2 separate regions of the Gossypium hirsutum genome follow, and region 2 is linked to region 1. The links are chromatin contacts, called in public Hi-C maps. All regions are on one chromosome and are shown on one strand. Each heading gives the region's core, a stretch centred on a gene start, on an enhancer-like site or on the middle of the called end of the contact. The rest is flanking DNA. Distances are from core to core; before and after follow the strand shown.

Region 1 (4,707 bases), core at 202-2,701:
TCGAAAGAGGGGATCAGTTCGGAGCAGCAAGAACAGGAGGCAGAACAAACCTTTTCCTCAGGAATTCCATCAGACCATAGAGGACAAAGTGGCGATGCACGCCTGCGAAGAAGCAAATTAGATTCAAAGTTATGCATTAATGTAGATTGTTAAAGACCAAAATGAATCCTAGTTATTTTACCATAAAAATGTGCATTAACTGCTAAATGCACCAAATAATTTACCACATATAAGTTATTTGAACAACTGAAGTAGCTCTAAGGTTTGAAAGCTTAACATTGGCATATAAACAATATACATGAAGCACCATTTGTTTTTGAAGTTACAATTTACAAGTATATCAACAGTTTCCATCCAAATCAATCATTACAAGCACTGAACTGAACAATTAAGTCAACAATCAAACTAACTTGCGCATACATGATTTACACATGAGGGACTTGAACTTGGAATCTAAAAGTTCCTAATGCCTCAACCTTGCCATTTAGCCAATGTCTCATTGACATGAAAAACACCATTAGGTTCTAAAACTACCAGATCAAATACAGAATCAAGTCAACTACAGAAATAAAAAGCTGACCTTTTTACTGCAATTACCAGCTAAATACATATTCATTAAAGGTTTTTGCTGAAAATATTGCTTAACCATTTTTCACCACAGCAATAAGAAAATTAACGGAATCAACATTTGAATTGATCACATTACTAGCATGTTAAAAAGTAATTCACAAACTGAATCATAAATACAAATTTCCAATAAAACTTTACAATTAGAATCCAGAAAAAGAAAATTCAATTCATTTTTTTTCCAGATAACTCCTAAGAATCAATATTTAAACTGAAATACAAAAGAACTTCTCCCTATAAAAAAACAATTCACAAATTTAAAAAAAAAAAAGAAGAAGAAGAAGCGATGAACGTGCCTCGTAATTTGACGGGAGGATAAATTTCAAGTGCTTCCAATAGCCTGAGCTCCAATTCCACCTCCTGTTGCTCCTAATAAATCAACAGATAAATATAAAATTTAAATAAAAATCAACAAAAAAAAGTGATTACTAATTGCATAAAACGGAGAAAAAACGAAACGGCGAGAGAAACCTTAGGAAGAGAAGAGGCGGAGGACGGCGGAGCTTTGCAAGGAGAATGTACGGAAACGCCATCTTGTTCCTCTTCTTTTTCTCTTCCACCCTCCATCCCCTCTTTAATTACTTTTCTGCAGTCGTAAAAACAAACACCAGTAGGTGAAATTACTTATACTATCTTTCAGATTAAACTTCAAAATTTGAACTATTAATATTTTTTCCCCTTTCTTGGGCTGGATCCGAAATATACTTCCCATTCCAAGTTTTGTTTTGTTTGTGCCACGATTGGTACGGCCCATTATTTTGGTAGATTTCATGGGGAAATAAGAGACCTTGGGCTTCCTTACCTCTAAATTTGGAATACCTTAGTAATTCGTCAAAATTTCATCCCAATGACAGCTATATCAATGGTTCCACTAGAATTTCTTTACCTTAAATTTTACTGCTGAATTCTAATTTTGATTATTTGAAATATTTTATTTTTGTATTTAAAAAATATTAAAAATTAATAAATTAACTGAAAATTTTGTATTTAATTAAATAAATACTTGAAGAATAGAAATATATAAAATAAGTTTTTAATATTATATTATTTAACTTATTATTGTTAAATATTAAAATAAGATATAAAAATATTTTCATTGAATTTTGTGTTCAAATTATTCTAAATTAAAATTGGACAGTAAAGTTTAATAAAAACAAAAATTTAGTGGTAAAATTTAATCAAGTAAAATGGCAAAATTCGATGCACAATTAAAGCATGGTAGTAAATTTAATTCATAAATATCAATAAAAATAAAATTACATACTAATCCAATAATCTAGTTTTTTTTTAAGTATATTGGAGGAGTTAATTCTTTATATTTTATCAATTTTTTTTATGCATCTAAAGGTATGAGATTTCCCCTTTTGGAATTATTGATAAGACTCTCAAAATTAATCAAAAATAGGAACCCTAAAAACCTCACAAGGAGAAACATCATATGATTGTGTGAGTTTAGCATAATTATAATGGTGGAAATATGATGTTTATAACCAATGGTATTCGTTATTTGCTGAAGAAGAGAAAGAGTGAAAGAAGAAAAGGTCATTGGGACCACATGGTTTCATTGTCTCTTCACACTTACAGCTGATTTCATATATTGCAACATCTAAATTTTATTATAAATTTATGAAGTTTAATTGTTTTTAAAACTTAATGCGCATGAACAAAAGTTGGCTCACAGTAGCACGTTTTTCGTCTCTCTTTGTTTGTTCACAGTAGCAAGTCTTTTGTTCCTTTGTTTTGTCGGTTTCTTTTGATTTCTTTATTTTTTATGCCACCTTTGCCTTTTGCTATTTTTGCTTTCGAAAATGGAAAAAAAACCTTGCTAAGTTGAGTATAGAAGATGTTAAAGAAGAGGTTTGGCAATTTTCTCATGGATTTGAGTTGCAGAAAAAGGCTTATGAATTCAGTCTTGTTGGATGTTTTATTACGGCGAGTGTGATACATTTTCCTGCAATGAGAAACACTTCGACAAATCTCTTGCATTCATTGGGGTAAGTTCAAATTTCAGATTTGGGTGAGAAACGTTTTTTATTCAAACTCTTTCATGCACTTGATATTGATAGAATGATCAATGGCGCCCTGTTGACGTTCAATAACCACCTTTTGGTGTTTTACCGTTTAAAGGAGGATGAAGATCCGATGCAAGTTCCTTTGGTTTTCTCGTATTTTTGGGTCCAAATACATGATTTACCCTCTGGTTTTTTTTTTGAAAATGTTGCTAGATAGTTCAGAAATTTCATTGGAAATTTTGTGGAATATGATTCTAAACTGCAAAACCGTGGGTATACAAATTTTATGAGGATTCTAGTTCAAGTAGATGTTCGTGTTCCATTAAAGAGACGAAATAAAATAAAGATTTCTCAATCGAGTTTTGTTTATGCGAATTTTAAATATGAGAAATTAACGCTTTCGTTTTATTTGCGGATGTTTGGGACGTGGTGATAAGTTCTGTCTAGTTAGATTATCGCGTGGATAATAAGAGTTAGAGTTAGGTTAGGATTTGTCGTTAAAAGCATAGTCAATAAGGGAAACTACCACGGCCAATTTTTGGCTTTGTGAGGAAGATGATGCAAATTTTTTGAAAGCCAATTTTGAAAAGCAAGATTCTAGGAGAAATTTATGGAATATTAGAGGGCAGGAATCAGGGTACAAAATTAATCCCATATTGGGATTAAATTTGAAAGTAAATTCGAATATTATGGAAAGAAAAGTGGTGGGCTGCTCAAGTGGTTTAGGTAAAGACACTATGGACCATGACTTGGAAAACAACCCATTAGAGGGTCTTGAAGGCAAGAAAAGACAAAGATCGAATTTTTTGAGCTCTATAGTTTCTGAGTTTTCAGATTTGAGGGGGATCGATGATGGGTATAAGAACACCCTACTCAAAGGATATCAGCGACAGTCGACCAGATGCAATGAAAATTCTTTGTTGGAATGCTCGTGGATTGGGGAATCTGCGGGATGTTCGTAGAATTCGACATATGCTAAAAATTTATCATCCCCATATTGCCTTCTTTATGGAGACTAAACTAAATTCGAATGTATGGAGAAAGTTAAGAAACAGTGTGGTTTTCAATGTAAGATTGATGTTCGGGCTGAGGGTACTTGTGAAGGATTGAGTATTGGGTGGAATAAGGGGTGTTTTATTATATTGAGGAATTTCTCAAGAAATCACATTGATGTAGAAGTGCAAGAAGTTCCCACTAAGCCCAAATGGAGAATGACAGGTTTTTATGGTGTTTCAAATTCTCGTCATAGAATTGAATCATGGAATCTATTACGATTGTTAGGACATGATCAAAATTTTCCATGGATGGTATGTGGCGATTTTAATGAGATTATGTATGCTTTTGAAAAAAAATGGCGGCATTCCTAGGGATGAAGGACACATGGAGGAGTTTCAATTGGTTCTTATAGAATGCCAGTTAGAAGATATGGGCCATTTAGGTCCTCGGTTTACGTGGGAAAAGGGTAATTTGCTAGAAAACAATATTTGAGAAAGACTCGACCGTGGAATGGTAAATGCTGAATGGCGGTCATATTTTTTTGAATTCTCGTTACGCCATCTCTCTCATTCTATTCCAGATTATTGCCCCTTATTTATTAATACATGGAATGAAGCCCAACATCATACAAAAGAAAGTTTCGCTTTGAAACTTAGTGGGCTATGTAGGAAACTTGTGAGGTAGAAATAAAACATCTATGAGAGAATAGTTTTGGTCACGTCACTGATCGACTTGCTCAACTTTGTGGAGGTTTACAAAAACAGATGGATAATTTGAAAAATGACAGAGTCGATAAGTCGAAGAAGCTTCTTAGGCGTATAGATCAATTGGATGCGATGGAAAGAACGAAAGAGAATCTTGCTGAACTGATTGATGTGAAAGTGCATCTTAATATGGAAATCGAAAAAGAGGAGTCATATTGGGAACAAAGAGCTAGGGTGAATTGGTTAAATTTGGGGATCGAAATACAAAATTTTTCCATAATTGTGCTTTACAGCACAAAAGGATAAATTGTATTAGAGGTTTGCCTGATGAAAATGGCCAACTTATTTCAGGAAATTCTGAAATGGCT
Region 2 (4,778 bases), core at 429-2,928, 220 kb after region 1:
TAGAAACCTTATTCTAAAATAAAATAAAAGAAGTATAACTCTATAGGGATTTTACTTTTATTTTATTTTACCACAGTATTTTATTTAAATAAGGATTTGGGTCACTTAATTCTAACAATCTGTCTCAGTTGTATAAATATTGTTTTAATAAATTGTTAGTTTTTTTTAGTAAAAATAAATTATTAGTTTTAATATGTATTGGTAACGTATTATTATTTCATTTATTTAAATTAATATTAGCAAAACTTAAAATTTTAATTATTTGTTATTTTGAAAAATCAATTTATTATTAAATAATTGATTAAAAATACTAACCATTAATAATTATTGCAAATATATGAAAACTATAACTTTAAGTTATAATATGTTAAATTATTTATTACTCTTTAGTCTTTACTAAATTATATATGAGCTTTTGTTTAAAAAAAGTCTTATGAGTCTAATTTATAATTAATATTGAACAATTTGGCAAAATAAAAGTAGGAATATATGAAAATAAATGGAAGCTTATCATAAACACTTCAAAGTATATGTTTTTTCTTTTCTTTTTATGTTTAAAAAACTGTAAAAAAAAAGTTAAATATTTTTAGCACATAGACAATGTTATATTTTTAAAAAATAATTTTATAGATTACTTTTACATATTTCCATAAACACTTTAATAAATTTGAGAGTTAAAACAGTTTATTTTAACATTCTCAATATTTTGAAAATATTTTAAATTAATATGTTTAAAATTTTAAATTATATTATGCTTTAAAATGTCTTGTACATTGAAATTTTTAACAGAATTTTAAAAAAAATTTAACAAACATATTCGAAACTTTTTTGAAATTATTAGAATTTTTACTTAAATGTTTAAAAAGTGATTAAAATATGTTAAAAACATCCTACAGTTTTTTAATTAAAAATGTATAGAAATTTTAAACTTCTTTCAATAAATTAGGTTTTTTTTTTCTTCCAAAAAAGCTAATTTAAATTTAAAAATATATATAAAAAGTATTTAAAATATTATACAACTAATTATATTTGGAATAAAATTTAAGCAATTTATATATTATTTATATAAACATTATAATTATTTAAAAAATAGTAAACTAATTATAAAAAATTACAAAATTATAAAATATTATTTTGATTGATACAAGGATACAATATACGGCTTCTTCTACACATTCATGGCTAACCCATAAAGGAAATGCCTAATAATAAGGACTCATAAAAAAATCGATAATTTACTCATGAGAAAAACATTTACCACATTAGGCACTAATTTCTTTTTAACGTTTAATTAGATCAAGTAATCATTCAAATTGACCGAATTAGTTTAATATATGGGAATTCTCTTTTCTTTTTCTTTCTTAGCACAAAAATTGAAAGATATATATATGATAATTGTTTAATGTATGAAATTTGGTGGTTTCGTTTCTGTTGTTAGTTATTTGTTTTTTTATAAAGATTTATTGTATTGTTTTTCTACCATATAATAATTTAAACGTATAAACCAAAAGTACTATTGCAGAGTAATTTTCTGCTTTCTTTTATTCTAGGTGGTGCTTTGATGGGTTTTTTTTTTTCGAAAGTTTTGTTTTTGATTATTTGTTAAGTACACATTTTTATTTCTTTGTTGTTATTTGACAATAATTTTGGATGTTATGCAATTAAATAAAGCCCCATATTGACTTTACAGTAAGTAGCTATAGTCTATGCCTAAGCCAACCAACCATTGAAAATCATTTGCAAGGAGTTAAGGAATCCTTATCAGAGTCTGGATCTAAAGGGAATCTCTTACTGAGGTTTCACATTCCCCTTTTTTTAGTTTACTTGCGGCCTTTCCACCCTTTTAATTTCTATTTTCTTCTTTGTCGTTTGTTATTTTCCTTGAATCTGCACGTATCTCAGCTTTGTTTTAGCACAATTCTCTGAGTCACAGTTTCTTGCCATTAAACTGGTTAAGGTAAAAACTTCAAACACTCGTATAATTCTGATATCATGTGTATTCATGTGTGGCCTACTGAACTTTTCTGGGTTATTATAGTTTATTTGATAACTAGACTATTGTTGGGACTCTGGGTGGTCTACCTTATTTGGTCACTTATTTTCATACCCTTTTGCTTTTCCCTATGATTTGCATATGGTAAGTGTCTAATTCATAACAAACATGCTGTTCATACTTCAGGAATTTGAGTTTTTGCTGGAATTTTTCTTTGGTTTCTTTGTTCCGTTGACTTTTGATTACCAATTCTGGATCTGTTTTTCCCCACAGAGCATGCTCTATTGTTGTTTGTTTATTTGCATATTCCATGTTTTTCTTTTCTGGGAATTATGAAGCTTTATCTTTCTTAAATATGAGCTTTAAACCAGTTATTTCTAAGGAGGCCAATCTGGTTTTATAGCAATGTCTTGTCTGTGCATGTGTTTTTGCCTACTCAGATATAGGCTTCTTTCTTTCACCAATTGCAAGCTTCTTGGAGCCTCACCTATGGTGTTGTAATAGTTTTGGGACATATAGGGCTTAATAGCCAAGAAAATTAACTAAACTTTGCTCAAATGAAAGATTAGATTGGACTCTAAGACTTCTTGTTTATAACAGGATTTTGCAGGCATTGCATCTCTGATATATCTACCAATTGAGAGGATCATTTGTAATGGTTTGAAAATGTATGTGGTGGAAAGCAAAGGAGGTGCCATTGCCTGTATGCTTCTGGCATTGTTCTTTTTAGGCACATGGCCTGCTATTATGACGCTACTCGAACGTCGAGGTCGTCTTCCTCAACATACTTACCTTGATTATACAATGACAAACCTCTTGGCTGCTGTTATTATTGCTTTAACATTTGGTGAAATTGGCAGCAGCACTCCTGAGAAACCCAATTTTATTGCTCAACTATCTCAGGTTAGTCCCCTCCATTTTCATGGTGGAATTGAGACTCTGAATGTAGACTATCGCAGTCTTTTAATGGTGATTGATGCAGGATAACTGGCCTTCCATTTTGTTTGCGATGGCCGGCGGGGTGGTTCTCAGCCTTGGGAATTTGTCTACACAGTATGCATGGGCTTTTGTTGGTCTATCAGTGACAGAAGTGATCACTGCAAGCATTACAGTTGTTATAGGTCCGCGTTTCAGTCTGTGCATAAACGGAACTTGATCTTCGAATTTCTTAATTTTAGTTAACCTTGTGCTGATTGAACAGGCACAACCTTGAATTACTTCTTGGATGACAAGATCAACAGAGCTCAAATTCTTTTCCCGGGCGTCGGTTGCTTCTTGATTGCTGTTTGTCTCGGATCAGCTGTTCACTCATCAAATGCTGCAGATAATAAAGCAAAACTTAAAGGGTATTTCCTGTTCAATTTGCTTCGACAATGAACCGTATACGAACTTTGTTACGTTTAAAGCCTTTATAGTTCCTATGCATATAAGTTGCTATATCTGTTCTATTTTCCAGGGCTGGATATTCCCCCACATCGAATGGGGCACTCACAAATGAGGGTACAAAGCTCTAATATATCTTACCTTGTTACTTGCTGCTCACTTCTTATTCTGAGACTCCTTTTACTAGTAAACAGAACTAAGGAATCTGGAGAAGGGGACCGGTATTATAGAGGAGGCAAAGGCCGGAACTGCGGAATTCCTTTTAGAGCTCGAGAAACGGAGAGCGATTAAGGTTGGACTTTCGAGGTTTTAGTTTCTTCATTCAATGGCTTTTGCACATATTATACATGATATTGGTTTGAATGTCATTGCAGGTGTTTGGGAAGAGCACTATAGTTGGTTTATCCATAACTTTCTTTGCTGGTGTTTGCTTCTCTCTATTCTCTCCAGCTTTCAACTTGGCAACAAATGATCAATGGCACACTTTGAAGGAAGGGGTTCCACACTTGGTTGTCTATACCGCATTTTTCTACTTTTCAGTCTCTTGTTTCGTGATCGCCCTCATCCTTAACATCACCTTCCTCTACCTCCCTGTATTAGACCTACCGAGATCATCGTTCAAGGCTTACATCAATGACTGGAATGGCAGAGGCTGGGCACTTTTGGCTGGGTTGTTGTGCGGGTTCGGGAATGGTCTCCAGTTCATGGGAGGCCAAGCTGCAGGGTATGCAGCTGCGGATGCTGTGCAGGTACTTTTAGTCCATCTTCAATACCATATTTAAAAAAACATAACATAACATCAATTTTCATATATATTGTTTGAACTAATCTGGAATTTGGTGATGAGGTAAGGCACTTCCACTTGTGAGCACATTTTGGGGCATACTATTGTTTGGAGAATACCAAAAATCGTCGCGGAGAACATACGTATTACTTTTCGGGATGTTGTTTATGTTCATTGTAGCTGTTGGTGTTCTAATGGCATCGTCAGGGCATCGAAAATGAGCATTGCAGGAAGCTTTTGAGTGATCAAAATAAGTTATTGCATTGCATATAAACTCAGGGCTTGATGAAACAACTCAAAACAGATGCTGATATTCATGTCCATAGATTGTTCATTGTATTTGTGGAAAAATACAAAAGAATTATTAAAAGAAATAATAAAAAAAAGCAAAAGCGGACAGGGAGCATTGCTTATGAAGATTGTGGAGAGGGATGGGCTTAAAACAATGTTGTAAAATAAACATACACAAAATACAGCCTTCCTCAAACTTTACTGTCATTTATGTTTTTTCATTTTTTCCCAAGTATGGTTTTTTTTTTAAATGAAATTATTATATTCACACTTTTTGTCTTTTCATTATTTTATATCATCTTCCAAATAAAATAATTAAAAATTATC

The links. A called contact is a pair of places that touch in the nucleus more often than the background predicts.
Region 2: a contact with region 1 is called in a Hi-C map of leaf, with 4 times the contacts expected there. The contact joins the promoter of LOC107918444 here to the promoter of LOC107918790 in region 1. A contact is called at or near these places in 13 of 34 Hi-C or Micro-C datasets (anther, callus, hypocotyl and 3 more).

The regions. Positions count from the first base shown.
Region 1 is chrD13:16,108,775-16,113,481 of Gossypium_hirsutum_v2.1, forward strand. LOC107918790 reads right to left here and starts at 1,452. Exons shown (of 5, transcript XM_016848378.2): 1 at 1,099-1,452; 2 at 924-996; 3 at 51-102. The coding sequence starts at 1,194.
Region 2 is chrD13:16,331,883-16,336,660 of Gossypium_hirsutum_v2.1, forward strand. LOC107918444 (ureide permease 1) reads left to right here and starts at 1,679. Exons shown (of 9, transcript XM_041108798.1): 1 at 1,679-1,957; 2 at 2,594-2,896; 3 at 2,976-3,114; 4 at 3,195-3,339; 5 at 3,450-3,493; 6 at 3,571-3,668; 7 at 3,751-3,885; 8 at 3,977-4,125; 9 at 4,229-4,721. The coding sequence starts at 2,660. The coding sequence ends at 4,244.